Linked DNA regions of Mus musculus: region 2 is linked to region 1. Evidence: chromatin contacts called from public Hi-C data. All regions are on one chromosome and are shown on one strand. Each heading gives the region's core, a stretch centred on a gene start, on an enhancer-like site or on the middle of the called end of the contact. The rest is flanking DNA. Distances are from core to core; before and after follow the strand shown.

Evidence for each region. Hi-C and Micro-C count contacts between places; a contact is called where the count stands out from the background.
Region 2: a contact with region 1 is called in a Hi-C map of regulatory T cells, with 2.3 times the contacts expected there. The contact joins two enhancer-like sites. A contact is called at or near these places in 1 of 15 datasets of contacts at CTCF or cohesin (large pre-B cells), 3 of 484 Hi-C or Micro-C datasets (CD4 T cells, pro-B cells and regulatory T cells), 1 of 115 datasets of contacts at active chromatin or transcription factors (bone marrow-derived dendritic cells) and 2 of 9 other capture datasets (adipose tissue and liver).

What each region holds. Positions count from the first base shown.
Region 1 is chr1:87,688,568-87,691,439 of GRCm38.p6, forward strand. The region is part of intron 9 of Inpp5d (inositol polyphosphate-5-phosphatase D); the gene reads left to right. Among named protein-coding and RNA genes, the nearest start is that of Gm33470, 35 kb to the right of the region's middle. Within about 2 kb of position 1,539, at least 23 of the 459 cell types and tissues checked have an H3K27ac peak or open chromatin away from gene starts, as enhancers often do. A contact at or near this core is called in regulatory T cells, where this site is marked.
Region 2 is chr1:87,946,555-87,949,388 of GRCm38.p6, forward strand. Usp40 (ubiquitin specific peptidase 40) reads right to left here. Exons shown (of 32, transcript NM_001198573.1): 31 at 1,948-2,042; 32 at 1-153. The coding sequence ends at 42. Among named protein-coding and RNA genes, the nearest start is that of Usp40, 61 kb to the right of the region's middle. Within about 2 kb of position 1,432, at least 19 of the 459 cell types and tissues checked have an H3K27ac peak or open chromatin away from gene starts, as enhancers often do. A contact at or near this core is called in regulatory T cells, where this site is marked.

The sequences.
Region 1 (2,872 bases), core at 289-2,788:
TTTTTAATTTAAAATATTTTTGAATTAATAGGAAGAGGGAAGAAAAAAAAAAAAGAGTTCTGTACAAGGGTTAAAGGCAGGGCATCAGGAATTCAAGCCAGCCGTGGCTACATACAACCATGTTTCAAAAATCCAAAAAGAAATAAACAGATTTTCAAAGTAAAAATTTTAAAGGACTGGAGATACATCTCTGTTGTCCAGTGCTTATCAATCATATGCGGGCCCCTTGTACTGCCGAAATAAAATAAAAACAACCAGAAATTAAAAACTTGAGGGAAGGAAGCTCTTAGAAGGTGGGTTTGGTTTGGGTTTTTGAGCCAGAGTCTAATGCTACCTCGGTTGCCTGGCAGCTTTCCCACAAGAGTCATATGGAGGTACTCAATGCCCCCACCTCTGTCAGTCATGACAAGTCTACCAGGGACTTTGAGGAGGGTGCTCAAAGTGGTTATTTGTTTGTTTAGCTAATTAGTTTTGTAATCACAGTAATCAAACCCAAGGACCTATGCATGTCAGGCAAGTGGTAGCCAAGGAACTCACTCCTCATCCTCCTGCCTCTACCTCCCAAGTGCTGGTTATGGCGTCTGCCAGTAGGCCTAGCTCCAGGGAAGGGCTTCTCAAAACAAAACAAAAACACTCCAATAGCAAAAAATGACAAATGGGATTTTATAAAATTAAAAAACTCTGACCAGCAAGGGAAACAGTTAGCAGAGTGAAGAGACAGAATGGGAGAAAGTCTTTGCCAGTCACACACTGACAGGGGATCAATGCCAGTGATGGCGGCACACCCGCGTTTATCAGAGCGACATTTGTTATAGCCAAGTTATGGAACTGACCTTGGTGCCCAACATTGAAGGAAGAAAATGTTCCTGAACATCATGGGAGGAGTATTACTCAGCCATAAAGAACAACACGATACTATTTACCAAAAATGGATGGGACTGGGGGGTGAGGGGGTACAATTAGGGAAGAAAGGGACCAGGACAGAAACAAAGAGTAACTGTGGAATGATCAAAGAGTGAATGAAGAGGTTACAATGAATAGATATGTTAATATATGCTCATTTAAAAGTCAAACATGTTTTAGAAAATAATTCTTGGAAAGCTACTAGAGATGTTACCAGAATGAAGGTGTAAACAAAGAGAGAGGGAGACAGAATGAGAGAGAGAAGGGTCCAAGGAGAGGGACAAAGGAGTAGATGCCAGGGTGCTGAAGGAGGAAGGTTTCCAACAGGCCTCAAAGTCAGCAGACCTAGAGGCTGTGGGAAAGCACTTACTCATAGGACAGACAGCAAAGTGCTTAGTCATGTGGGGAATGAGAGGGGAGTCTGAATGGAGGAAAGCACATAGCAGGGGGTTAGGAGGGTAGCTTAGCATGCAGTGTGACCCTCCGTACCACCAAAAAAGAAAAGAACATGGTCATTGTACAGTTATAAACCCAGGAAAGGCCAATATAATATGCCTTTTCTCATACTGCCCATACTCACCCCATACTCCTCCCTCTAACTCCTCTCAGACCCACCCTCACCCCCTCCCTCCTCCCAACTTCCTGTCATCTCACTGAGTCCCTGTGATGGTTTGTATATGCTTGGGCCAGGGAGTGGCACTATTAGGAGGTGTGGCTTTGTTGGAGTCTGTACCCTGTACCATCACAGTGGGTGTGGGCTTTAATACCCTACTCTTAGCTGCCTGGAAGTGAGTATTCTGCTAGCAGCCTTCAGATGAAGATGTAAAACTCACTCCTTCTGCACCATGCCTGCCTGGCTGCTGCCATGTTCCTGCCTTGGGTGATAATAGACGTAACCTCTGAACCTGAAAGCTAGCCCCAGTTAAATGTTGTCCTTATAAGAGTTGCCTTGGTCATGGTGTCTGCTCATAGCAGTAAAACCCTAACTAAGACAGAAATTGGTATGTGCTCCTGGGTATGAGACCATCCCCTGGGACCTGGCACTACCTGGAGCTACATCCTTAAGAAACTTGACTTTCTCTCCCCAGCAGTCATCTGCCAATAGTTCCTCAGCTAGGGGAGGGGCTCATGGGCCCAACTCAGGGAAACGTTTTTAAGTTACATAGGAAAAAGAACAACCAGGACTGGTCTGTCAGGAGCCTTGTCGTGGTCACAGTGACATAAGCATTGAGTGTTTATGTAGCTAAAATACAACAATAAACCAGGTGGTCATGCATGCCTTTTATTTATGTTTCTATTTTTTAAGAAACATGAGATAAAGTTAAAAGAGTTCATTGAAAAACTTGAAATTAGGGCTGGAGAGATGGCACAACAGTTAAGAGCACTGACTGCTCTTCCAGAGGTCCTGAGTTCAATTCCCAACAACCACATGGTGGCTCACAACCATCCATAATGAGGTCTGACACCCTCTTCTGGTGTGTCTGACAGCTACAGTGTATTCATATACATAAAATAAATATATCTTTTAAAAAAAAAACCTTGAAATTAGTTGCCTTCAGGGGGCAGGACATTGGAGGGAGCAGAGTGGAAAGATACTATTGCCAACAACAACAAATCTTAAAGAATAATTTGATTCATTTTTAATTTTATCCTTATTATTTTTAATTATGTATGAGTGTATGCCTGGGTATGTGAGGTGCTCCAAGAGACCAAAGGAGTCGCCTGGAGCTGGAGTTCCAGGTGGTTGTGAGCTGCCTGATGTAGGTGCTAGGAATTGAACTTGGATCCTCTGAAAGAGCAGTACATGTTCCTAGCTGCTCAGCCGCCTCTCCAGCCCCTCAATTTTTGATCTAAAAAAAAAGTTGAAAGCTACAAATTTTCTGTGAATTTTTCACAAATTAAGCAAGACAGAGAAAAGGTAGGGAGGTGAAGTGGCATGGAAGGAGAAGGAGAAAAGGATGGACAGTCT
Region 2 (2,834 bases), core at 182-2,681, 260 kb after region 1:
GGATGCTTCTGTCTGAAGCACAGGAAATACTGCTGCAGGGGCTATCTGAAGCTTGCAACGTGGATGGACAGAGAAGCTTCTGGTCCCCGGAACCTAGCGGGCACCCCTGCATTGGAGAACAAATCGCTGCTCTGTGCACGGTGGACTTCTCGGCTGTGGGAGACAGAAGGTATCACTGATACACAATCATGGGTGAGGGCTTATAGAGTTGTTTTTTGTTCATTTAAAATTTATTTTTATGTGCATGAGTATTTTACCTGCATGTCTACTACCTGTGGAGGTCAGAAAGAGGGCACTGGATCCCCTGGAACAGGGGTTATAAATAGTTGTAAACCACCATGTGTGTGCTGAGAACTGAAGTTAGGTCCTGTGCAAGAGCAGCAAGGGCCATCTCTCCAGCCCCTGTGTTGAGGGTACTTAGAATGGCTCCCAAATGAATTCCAGATACTAGGGCTCAAGGTAGAATAGGATTTTCAAGTTGGACAGATGTCTTCCTTCCTGTCTTCCTTCCTTTCTTCCTTCTCTTTTGTTTTGTTTTGTTTTGTTTTTTTGAGACAGGGTTTCTCTGTGTAGCCCTAGCTGTCCTGGAACTCACTCTGTAGACCAGGCTGGCCTCAAACTCAGAAATCCGACTGCCTCTGCCTCCCAAGTGCTGGGATTAAAGGTGTGCACCATCACCGCCCGGCTGATCAGATGTTTTTCAACTGCCCATGTGAGGCCCCAGTTTACTCTCAGGTGAGAATAGGGTTCCCCACATCCTGGCTAAACATTGTTAATAGGCAGCTGTGCACAATCCTTTCACAGCAGAGTGACCTTTTTCTCCCTCACATTTTTAATTGAAAACATTCACAGTGTACCCAAATCATACCCACATACCTATATGACAGTTCAGGTGGCTCCATTTTGCTCCCTCGGTCCCTGTTCCCAGAGAACCACCTCTCTGACCACTTAGCAAACTAGTCTTCACTGTGACTTCCAGACACAGTCACGGTACTGTGACTCCTGGGTCTGGTATTTACAATGTACAGTACCCTCTTCAGATGGCTCCAATGAGACCCATGCTAAAGCTGAGCTCAGGCTACTGCATTTTCTCATGTGTCTGCCAAAAGTGCGTTTGTGAGGGTGTTGCTGTGTGACAGGTGTGTGCTCCCCAGGAGTAAGAAGCTCCTCCAAAGTGGTGTTCCAGCTCCACACCTGCTAGCAAAGCCACGACCTAGGCACGGTCTGCTCACCAGTGTGGCGTCATTTCAGCAGCCTAAATGGATGTGTAGTGGTTTGAATTGATGTGTGACTGATGAATGAGCTTAACTGAACATTTCCTGTATGCTGACAAGCTGCTGCACTTCCCTTCTGCTCAGGCTTATCACCAATGTATTTTTGGCTTGTTGGCTTTTCTACCAGAAGGCATATTTACACCAGTAGCCATAGCTTTTGACCTAGCCGCCGTGCTTAGAGACATGCTTTACAGATAACCCAGGATCGTTGTTGGCAGCCACCATGAGGTTCACTCACATATGGCAGAAGAGTGCCATGCTCCCACCATTTGTTATGGGCTGTCAGTGATGTAGGGCAAGCATGCTCTCTGAAACGCTATGTAGGTGACAGTGATGCTGGTCCCTATGAAGGTGAACGCACAATGAACTCCTTTGGTGGCTTTTGAGTCTGAAAGCCTGTAATAACATTAAGCATAAAATATAAGATGGAAGAAAGTGGGAAGCAGTGCAGGCTGGTGAGAATGCAGTATTCCAATAGCATGCAAATGGGAGATGCCGGCTGAACACATGTTCTAGCTCTACACAGTGATGAAGATGACAGCTGACCTGGAACACTGCTGGGTGACAACTAGGGCCCTGCAGAAGATCAGGTGAGGTGTCTGGAAAGGGAGTGATATGCCAGGTCTGCATCCCTAGTGGCCTTGAGTGGACCACGGCCAAGCCTTACACTCACCTTTTCTTTTTTTCCAAAGCTAGCCGCTTCTGGTTCTCCTTTCCAATGTCATCTCTGATTGTGCTGAAATCATCATTGTCATCAAACAGGAGATTCTACATTTCAAAACAATAAAGACCAAGGTTTTCAGTGTGGTCTACATTTAGAACAGGCAGATAGTAAACTATCCAAACTAAAAAAAAAAAGAAGGTACTCAAACTTAACTGGTTTTTGAAAAATTCTAAATTTTTTTTCAGTCAGTATTTGTATTTATGTGTATATGTGGGGGGCATAGGCATAACATGCGCATGCTACAGCACACATGTGGAGATCAGAAGACAACTCTGTAGAGACCATTCTATCCTTCTTATGGGTGGGAGGGTGGCCCAGCAGGTAAGAGTACCTGTGGCTCAAGCTGCAAGCTTTTGTTCTAAGAGGGGGACCACCAGGGCTTGCTGGCCAGCAGCCTATTTCCAGCTTCAGTGAGAGAATAAAGTGGAAGGTGTTAGAGCGGGATACCCAACATCCTCCACTGCATACACAGGTGTTCACAGCTACACACACAAATGAATAAAAATAGCTCTGCTATTAAAGTCCAGACTGGCCTGAAACTTAGAATGCTCCTGCCTCCAACTCCTAAGTGCTGAGATTATAGGTATAAGCTACCATGCCAAGCCGTTTGCTTGTAAGTATTTTACTTAAGAGTTAGGTTTTTATGTTTCTTGAGTGTGATGGTTCATATTACCAGCCAACTTGACAGAATGTAGAGGCAGCCTGTGGGGGATGGTCTTGACTGCCTTACCTGGGGTGGGAACCTGCTTACTATGGGTGGCGTCATTCTCTGGACACAGGATCCTGTGCTGTACAGAATGAAGAGCTGAGCAGCAAGCATGAAAGCTCATCACTCT